2 separate regions of the Macaca mulatta genome follow, and region 2 is linked to region 1. A link is a contact called in public Hi-C data. All regions are on one chromosome and are shown on one strand. Each heading gives the region's core, a stretch centred on a gene start, on an enhancer-like site or on the middle of the called end of the contact. The rest is flanking DNA. Distances are from core to core; before and after follow the strand shown. Region 1 holds the start of TNR (tenascin R). Region 2 has its middle 150 kb from the start of TNR.

Region 1 (3,064 bases), core at 533-3,032:
CTCAGCTAAGGAATTCATAATTCTGAAATTCTGAAGAAAATGTCAATTTCTCACTAAGGGCTTATTACCTGAATGCATTGCAACATTTCAGCTCTTCAAAACGCTGGCTCCATTCTTGCACTGTGTTAGGCACTGGGCAATAATTTGCTTTTGGTACAGAAATTGAGTGATGTGTCTTCTGAACTGATGTTAAAACCCAATAGTTTCCAATTTCATAAGATTTAAAGCCAGTTTTGTACGTGTGAAATTACCCAAATCACCAAAAGAATTAATTTTCTTAGGAGATTCTCATCAGTAATAGCAATTTCCACAGTTTGTTTGGCACCCCTAGTGGTAAATATTTTATTTTAAAAACTCAGCCACATATAAATTTATTATAACAATTTAGGCACTTTGTCATAAATAAAAGCAATGATAACTATGGTGCTATGTTCTATTTACTTCAAATGCCACTTCTGAAGTGTATATTTATAGTACATGGTAATTCAAAGAGGAAGCTCCAGGGTCAGATGGATCAGGTTCCATTCCCATCCCTGACATTCACTAGCTGTGTGATCTTGGGAAAGTTATTTCATTCCTCTGTGACTCAGTTTCTTAGTCTATAGAATAGCAATAATAGCCTCTGCATTATAGAGTTATTGTATGGCTTAAATGAGCTAATACATGTAAGGGCTTATAACAGTGCCTAGCACCTGTTATAAACACTCTATTGTTATTTGCCAGGGGTGAATCAAATATAAGAAGAGTGTTTGGATATGATTACCTTTAAACTCCCTGCCGATCCTGAGGTTCTATGTCTCTATATCATTCCAATCCCTCAGCATTCCATTCAGTAGGGAGGGGGCAGCATTATCCACATTTTACAAACAGTAAAATTGAGCCATAGAGAAGCAAAATGTCCAGTAAGCAAGTGGAAGACTGAAACTAGGACTCAGGTTTTTAGATGTAAGTATTAGGACTCTTTCCGGGAGGCTGTGTGCCTGTACATTTAAAAGCGAATGTTAGATATCCCTTATGAGCCTGTGAGCAGTGACCCCTTGATGTTCCTTCTCTGCCAAGGTTCTCCATAAATGTGCATCAAGGTCACTTCTGTCTCTACCTCTGAGATGATCTCAGGCCATATCTTTTCGGATAGTTTTCTTGCTAGCTTTAAAAAAAGCTATATTGTAGAATTGGATGAAGGGCCAGCTGCCTGTATTCTCTGCCTCTTTAGGCATTCCCATGCCTAGGTCGTGCTACGTATATACATACTTCACTTGGCTGCAGACCCTGACTTTTTGGAGGGTTTCTTCTGCTGAGCGAGGACCTCAAACCACTTGAGAACTCCACAACTGACCTTATTCCAAAACATTCTATCCCAACCACTCGCCCATCCCATTCCACCCTGGATTTCTCCTACAATCATGGGCAAAGGATCTGCAAAAGCTTCCATCCTTCCCCTTTCTCTTCCTCTCTGGGTTGGTCAGAGGGAATCCTCTGTCTTCTTCAGGACCCTGGCTATGCAGAGGCAGCCCCAAGAGTTGGGTGCGGGGAGTATTCCTGAGCCTGAATCTGGACTGTTTAAGAGGATTTAGGATGCTTTTCTTTTCTGTCCACTAGGGGGCTGCTTGTAGGGGGATGGAAAAAACGGAGGCTTAAAAAAAATCATGCTGCTGAAATTTCAGCAAGAGGGGAAAAGAGAGAGCGCGTGAGAGAGAGAGAGAGAGAGAGAGAGAGAGAGAGAGAGAGAGAGAGAGACAGCAAAGCAGTCCCAGGCTTCCTCCTCTCTTTCACGTCAGAGGCAGGAACCGACTGTGCTAAGGCTGTTGGCTCAACACGCAGAGGAGACAGGGGCAGACCCAGGGAGAGTGAGAGAAGGGGGTCCTCTCTGACCCAAGGAATTACCACTAGTGGAGTGAAGCCACCTGACTTTTTGATCTTATTTTGGTTACCTCCTCATTCTCCTTCCACCCGTAGCCCTGACAGCTTGGGTTTCATTTCTTTCGTGAAGCCTTGTCTCTTCCTCCTAGAAAAGGAGGAACGGAAGAGAAGGGAAAGAGGTGGGCTCTCTAGGTGAGCGCATCAGCTGGCTTCAACCTGAGCAGACAAGAATTTTCTTCCCAGGAAGCTCCTCTCGCTCCCCGGCCGCCCACCCCCAGCCTGGGTAAGTCCGGAGCACTCGCTCCTTTGATTTTCTCGCTAACGTGATTTCAGCACCAAGGAGAGCTATGAGATGCATTTTGGTTCCTGGGTGTCTGTGTGTTCCTGCAAGGCATTTGGCACTAAGGTTACATCTATTTCTCTGCTGCCAGTAGAGTCGGGTACTGCGTAGGGAAAAGAAAGGCGCAAAACTATGCTTACCGAATTAAAGGGGGATGTGGGCTCTGGCCTTGCGGGTGTGTGTTTGTGTGTGTGTGTATGTGTGTGTGTACTGTTGCATAAGACAGGTGAGGTCTGAGCTAAATTGTCGGTGGTTTCTGCGTGTCTCCATGTAGGGCTGTTCTTTTTGTCTGTAGATAAGCGAGAGGGTTTGGGGAATTAGTCGTGCACCTTCTTTAACTCTCTCCCGACAAGCCATCCATGGTGGGAAAGAGTTGCAAAGGAAGCCTGGGGGGTTGGGAGTGGAGGTAGAGCTAAAAGTTATGCACCTCTGAAAGAGCTTTAAAGAGGTGGTTTGTAAAATGTCAGTTTCCTAGGATTCTCTGGGCTCTTGCTGTGTAGAGAGAGCAACCTGACCTTTTACTTTCTCTCCTGGTGTGAACCCATGGCAAGTGGGCAGGTGCAACAGGTGAAGCTCAGGCTGGGGCGGCTTTGGGGGGCTGAGGTCCCTTCTGACTTTATGGTTGTAGGAAAGTGCTAGTGTCTTGAGCTTTGCAGAGATTGGCTGATGTGGGTTATATTATATTTGCAAGGAGGCAGGAGGTACCCTCCACTTTTCTGTCATCCTTGGCTATGGGTGGTTGGAAAGAGGACAAAATCTGTTCTGCCCTGTTTTCTGGGGCATCTGGTAGTGAAAAACAACTAAGAAGAAAGGTTTGTCTCTATATGTCTAGGGCAAGCAGAAACAAACTTAGACTTGTCCCAG
Region 2 (3,251 bases), core at 330-2,829, 150 kb before region 1:
TTACTCTGGTAACCCTGCTGGGAGGGTTTCTTCAAGGCATTGCCCTCTGACCTGGTAAAGTCAGCCTACCAAAGTGAAGGGGCAGGACAGAAGCCAGGGATTAAAACCACTGGCCCATCCTGGAGCCTCCAAGTCATGCCTTCTGTGACTTCAGACTTTGCCAGGGCTCTTCACGGTGTCTGTGCAGCATTGCATGACCCCAACAGGCACTGAGAAGAAACCGTGTTGACTTGACTGATTGAATGAATGAAGGAAGGAATGAACGAGGTTATAGTGGATCTGAAGCCTGCGGAGTGTGATTGGAGGGACATCAAGAGGCTCCGTTCCTCAACATTTGTTAGCCAGCTTCCCCGAGGTCTGCAGACTTCATGAGAGAGCTATTCCTCAGAGCTAAGGAATTTGTCCACTTGAGCCTCCTTTAAAGTGGAGTAGGCCTGGGAGGGGCCGTGCTCAGTGCCAGCAGCCCTTCCCACATTGGCAGGCTCTGTGAGTTACACAGGGTGTGTGTAGGTGGGGATACTCACGGTTCTGTGGTCAGGATGCCTGGATTTGAATCCCAGCTCCATTCACTGAAATAGGCATTGATTCTCCCTATATTTTCCCCATCTCCCATTTCAGTCTGGCCAGCCTTGGAAGTCGCTCAAAGGCAGCTGTTCTCCATGCCTTGGTGCAGGACTACACACATTGAAGAGCTTATGCCAAATGCCATTGAGAGTAATGAGACAGAGAGAGAGAGAGAGAGAGAGAGTGATGTTTCCCCAGAATGGGTTGGGACAGAGTGAGGATCTGGGAACTATCTGGTGAAAGCAAATGGGGGAGAAGCCAGAGCTTAGAGGAGACTTCTGGCTACTTTCTGAAAGTTCCAAGCCCTAGGAGTTGTGTGGGCCTGGAAGAACATCGTGGGCATGATAATAGGTGTCTCAATACTAGACAGTATAGACAGATCAACAACAACGGTAATTGAGTGCTTCGTGCCTGGCACTGTGGTAAACGCCTTACAGGAATTCATTCATCCTTAGAGTAGCCGCTTCTGTTTCACTGTGAGAAGCCGAGGGGCGGTGAGTTTAACTTCGGAACCACCAGGAGGTCTTCTTTGAAGCCTCGGCTTGCATTAGATCTCGGGTGAGAGATTTTATGGTGACTGAGGGCAAATTTATCTCAAGCTAGAGGGGATGAAGACTCATACTTGTATTTGAGTCAATTTAAAGGAAAAAAAGAAAAGAAATGTGATATTTGGTTTGTCACCTGAAATCTGGACTCCCTGTACACCTTCATTATGGAGATTTGTTCATTGGACTTCACTGTGCTCCAGCCTGACCCGCTCAGGCCCCTGTGAGGCAGGAGGATGCGCAGGCATCAGACTGCTCCTCAGGGAGTAGCTGGGAGGGGTTCTGCTCGATTTACTTCTCGGCAGCCATCAGAGCCTCCCTGGGGGAGGAGGGGGCTGGGAGAGAGTGGCAGGGGCTTCATGTGAGAGCGCTAAGTCTGAGCCCTGTGCCCCAAGCTGCCCCATGCCTGCACAGCCTCCCCGCTCCCCACAAAGGCTCTGAGTCTAGCATAGTATCTCCAAAGGCCACTAGGGGCAGTGTCAGCCTGCACTTCCCAGGGCTAGCCCAATCGTCGGCCTCCGGAGAATCCCCAGGAGGTTCCCTAACGGCAGCTTCTGGTACCAGCGCGGGAGGTTCAGTGGGTCTGGGACAGAGCCCTGGGAATCTGTATTTTCACAGGCACCTCCAGTCGATTGTGATGGGCAGTCGGGTTTGGGAAGCACTGATCCAAACGTACCTTCTACCCACTTCCGGCGTCCTCGCTCGCCTCCTCAGGTCCAGCCTCTGACCACAGCTCACCCAGCCGCAGTTGGAACACTCCTTGCTGTGGGTTGTTCAGAATGCCTGATAGTTCTTTCTTCCACTGAGCCAAAGGCTCGCCTCCCGCTGCTGTCCTCTGACCCACATCCTCCCGTAGTGCAGTGCTGTGCCTGCCTTCCCCTGCCTTCCCCTGCCAGGCCCAGCGTGGGTCACCTCTCCCCACCTGCTGCCCTCGGTGCGGCTTTCCTCCTGGCGGCACAAGGCTCCTGGACGACCCACCCGGTGCTTTTTCGCCGGACGTGTCTGTTGACGCCTCTGTAAATACACAGCCACGCTGGAGCCTTACCCTCCAAGACATCTGATGGGGAGAAGAGGCACAGAGCCCCCTTTCTCCCTGAGAAGCTGCTGCCTTTCGGGGAGGACCTATGTAGGTGTAAGAGCCGATCATACTACAGGGAAAGTTAAGCGCAGAATAGTCCTCTCCTCACTCTCACACTAGCCCAATTCCACAAGTGTTCTTACTTAAAAAAAAAAAAAAATCGACCTGGCATGGTGGCGCATGCCTGTAAACCCAGCACTTACGGAGGCCAAGGTGGGCAGATCACCTGAGACCAGGAATTGGAGACCAGCCTGGCTAACACAGGGAGTCTCATCTTTATTGTACTAAAAACACAAAAATTAGCTGGGTGCGGTGGTGTGCGCCTGTAATCCCAGCTACTTGGGAGGCTGAGCCACGAGAATCACTTGAACCCAGGAGACAGAGGTTGTAGTGAGCCAAGATGGTACCCACGCACTCCAGCCTGGGAGATAGAGTGAGACTCTGTCTCAAAAAAATTTACCTTGACATATTTATTCAGTTGCTACTGGAGTATGTATACTGTTACATATTCTGCCATTTTCATAAAATACCATTTCGCCACATCTCTGCATAGTCTTCCTGATTCCATCATAATGGCTGCAGAGTACCACATCCTGTGGCCTTGGTTCAAGTCTGTGTCTTCCACCAGCATGCTGCAGTCACCCTGACATGCCATTGTTCCTCTCCATGAGCTGTTCCCATCCCCATGGGCCTGGCATGCTTGTCCACCATTTTGTTTTATCTTCTAGCCCTTGCACTAGATATAACCATACTATATCCCTGCCACTTGGGGCATAGATAGGCTAACACTGGCTTTATGGCACTGTCCATGAGGGGCTGCAAAACAAAACGCTATTTTAGCTGTTATCTGTTAGACCACCACCATTTACGGAGCTAGGTTACCATGGACCAACCTTAGATTGGGCATTTGATGTAACTTATCCTAGGCAATTCTGAAAGCAACCCTATGAGATATCCATATACCAGTTCACGTTACAGATGAGAAAACTGAGGCTCAGAAAAGTTAAGCAAGTTATCCAAGATTACACAGCATTTACAGGACAGAGAGGGATTCAGGCTCAGGT

The links. Hi-C and Micro-C count contacts between places; a contact is called where the count stands out from the background.
Region 2: a Hi-C map of fetal cortex germinal zone shows a contact between it and region 1, with 2.3 times the contacts expected there. The contact joins the enhancer-like site here to the promoter of TNR in region 1. A contact is called at or near these places in 2 of 14 Hi-C or Micro-C datasets (fetal cortex germinal zone and fetal cortical plate).

Annotation. Positions count from the first base shown.
Region 1 is chr1:33,194,271-33,197,334 of T2T-MMU8v2.0, reverse strand. It overlaps TNR (tenascin R), which reads left to right and starts at 1,782. Exons shown (of 23, transcript NM_001261001.1): 1 at 1,782-2,143.
Region 2 is chr1:33,348,684-33,351,934 of T2T-MMU8v2.0, reverse strand. No RefSeq gene overlaps it. Among named protein-coding and RNA genes, the nearest start is that of TNR, 150 kb to the right of the region's middle. Within about 2 kb of position 1,579, at least 18 of the 40 cell types and tissues checked have an H3K27ac peak or open chromatin away from gene starts, as enhancers often do. A contact at or near this core is called in fetal cortex germinal zone and fetal cortical plate, where this site is marked.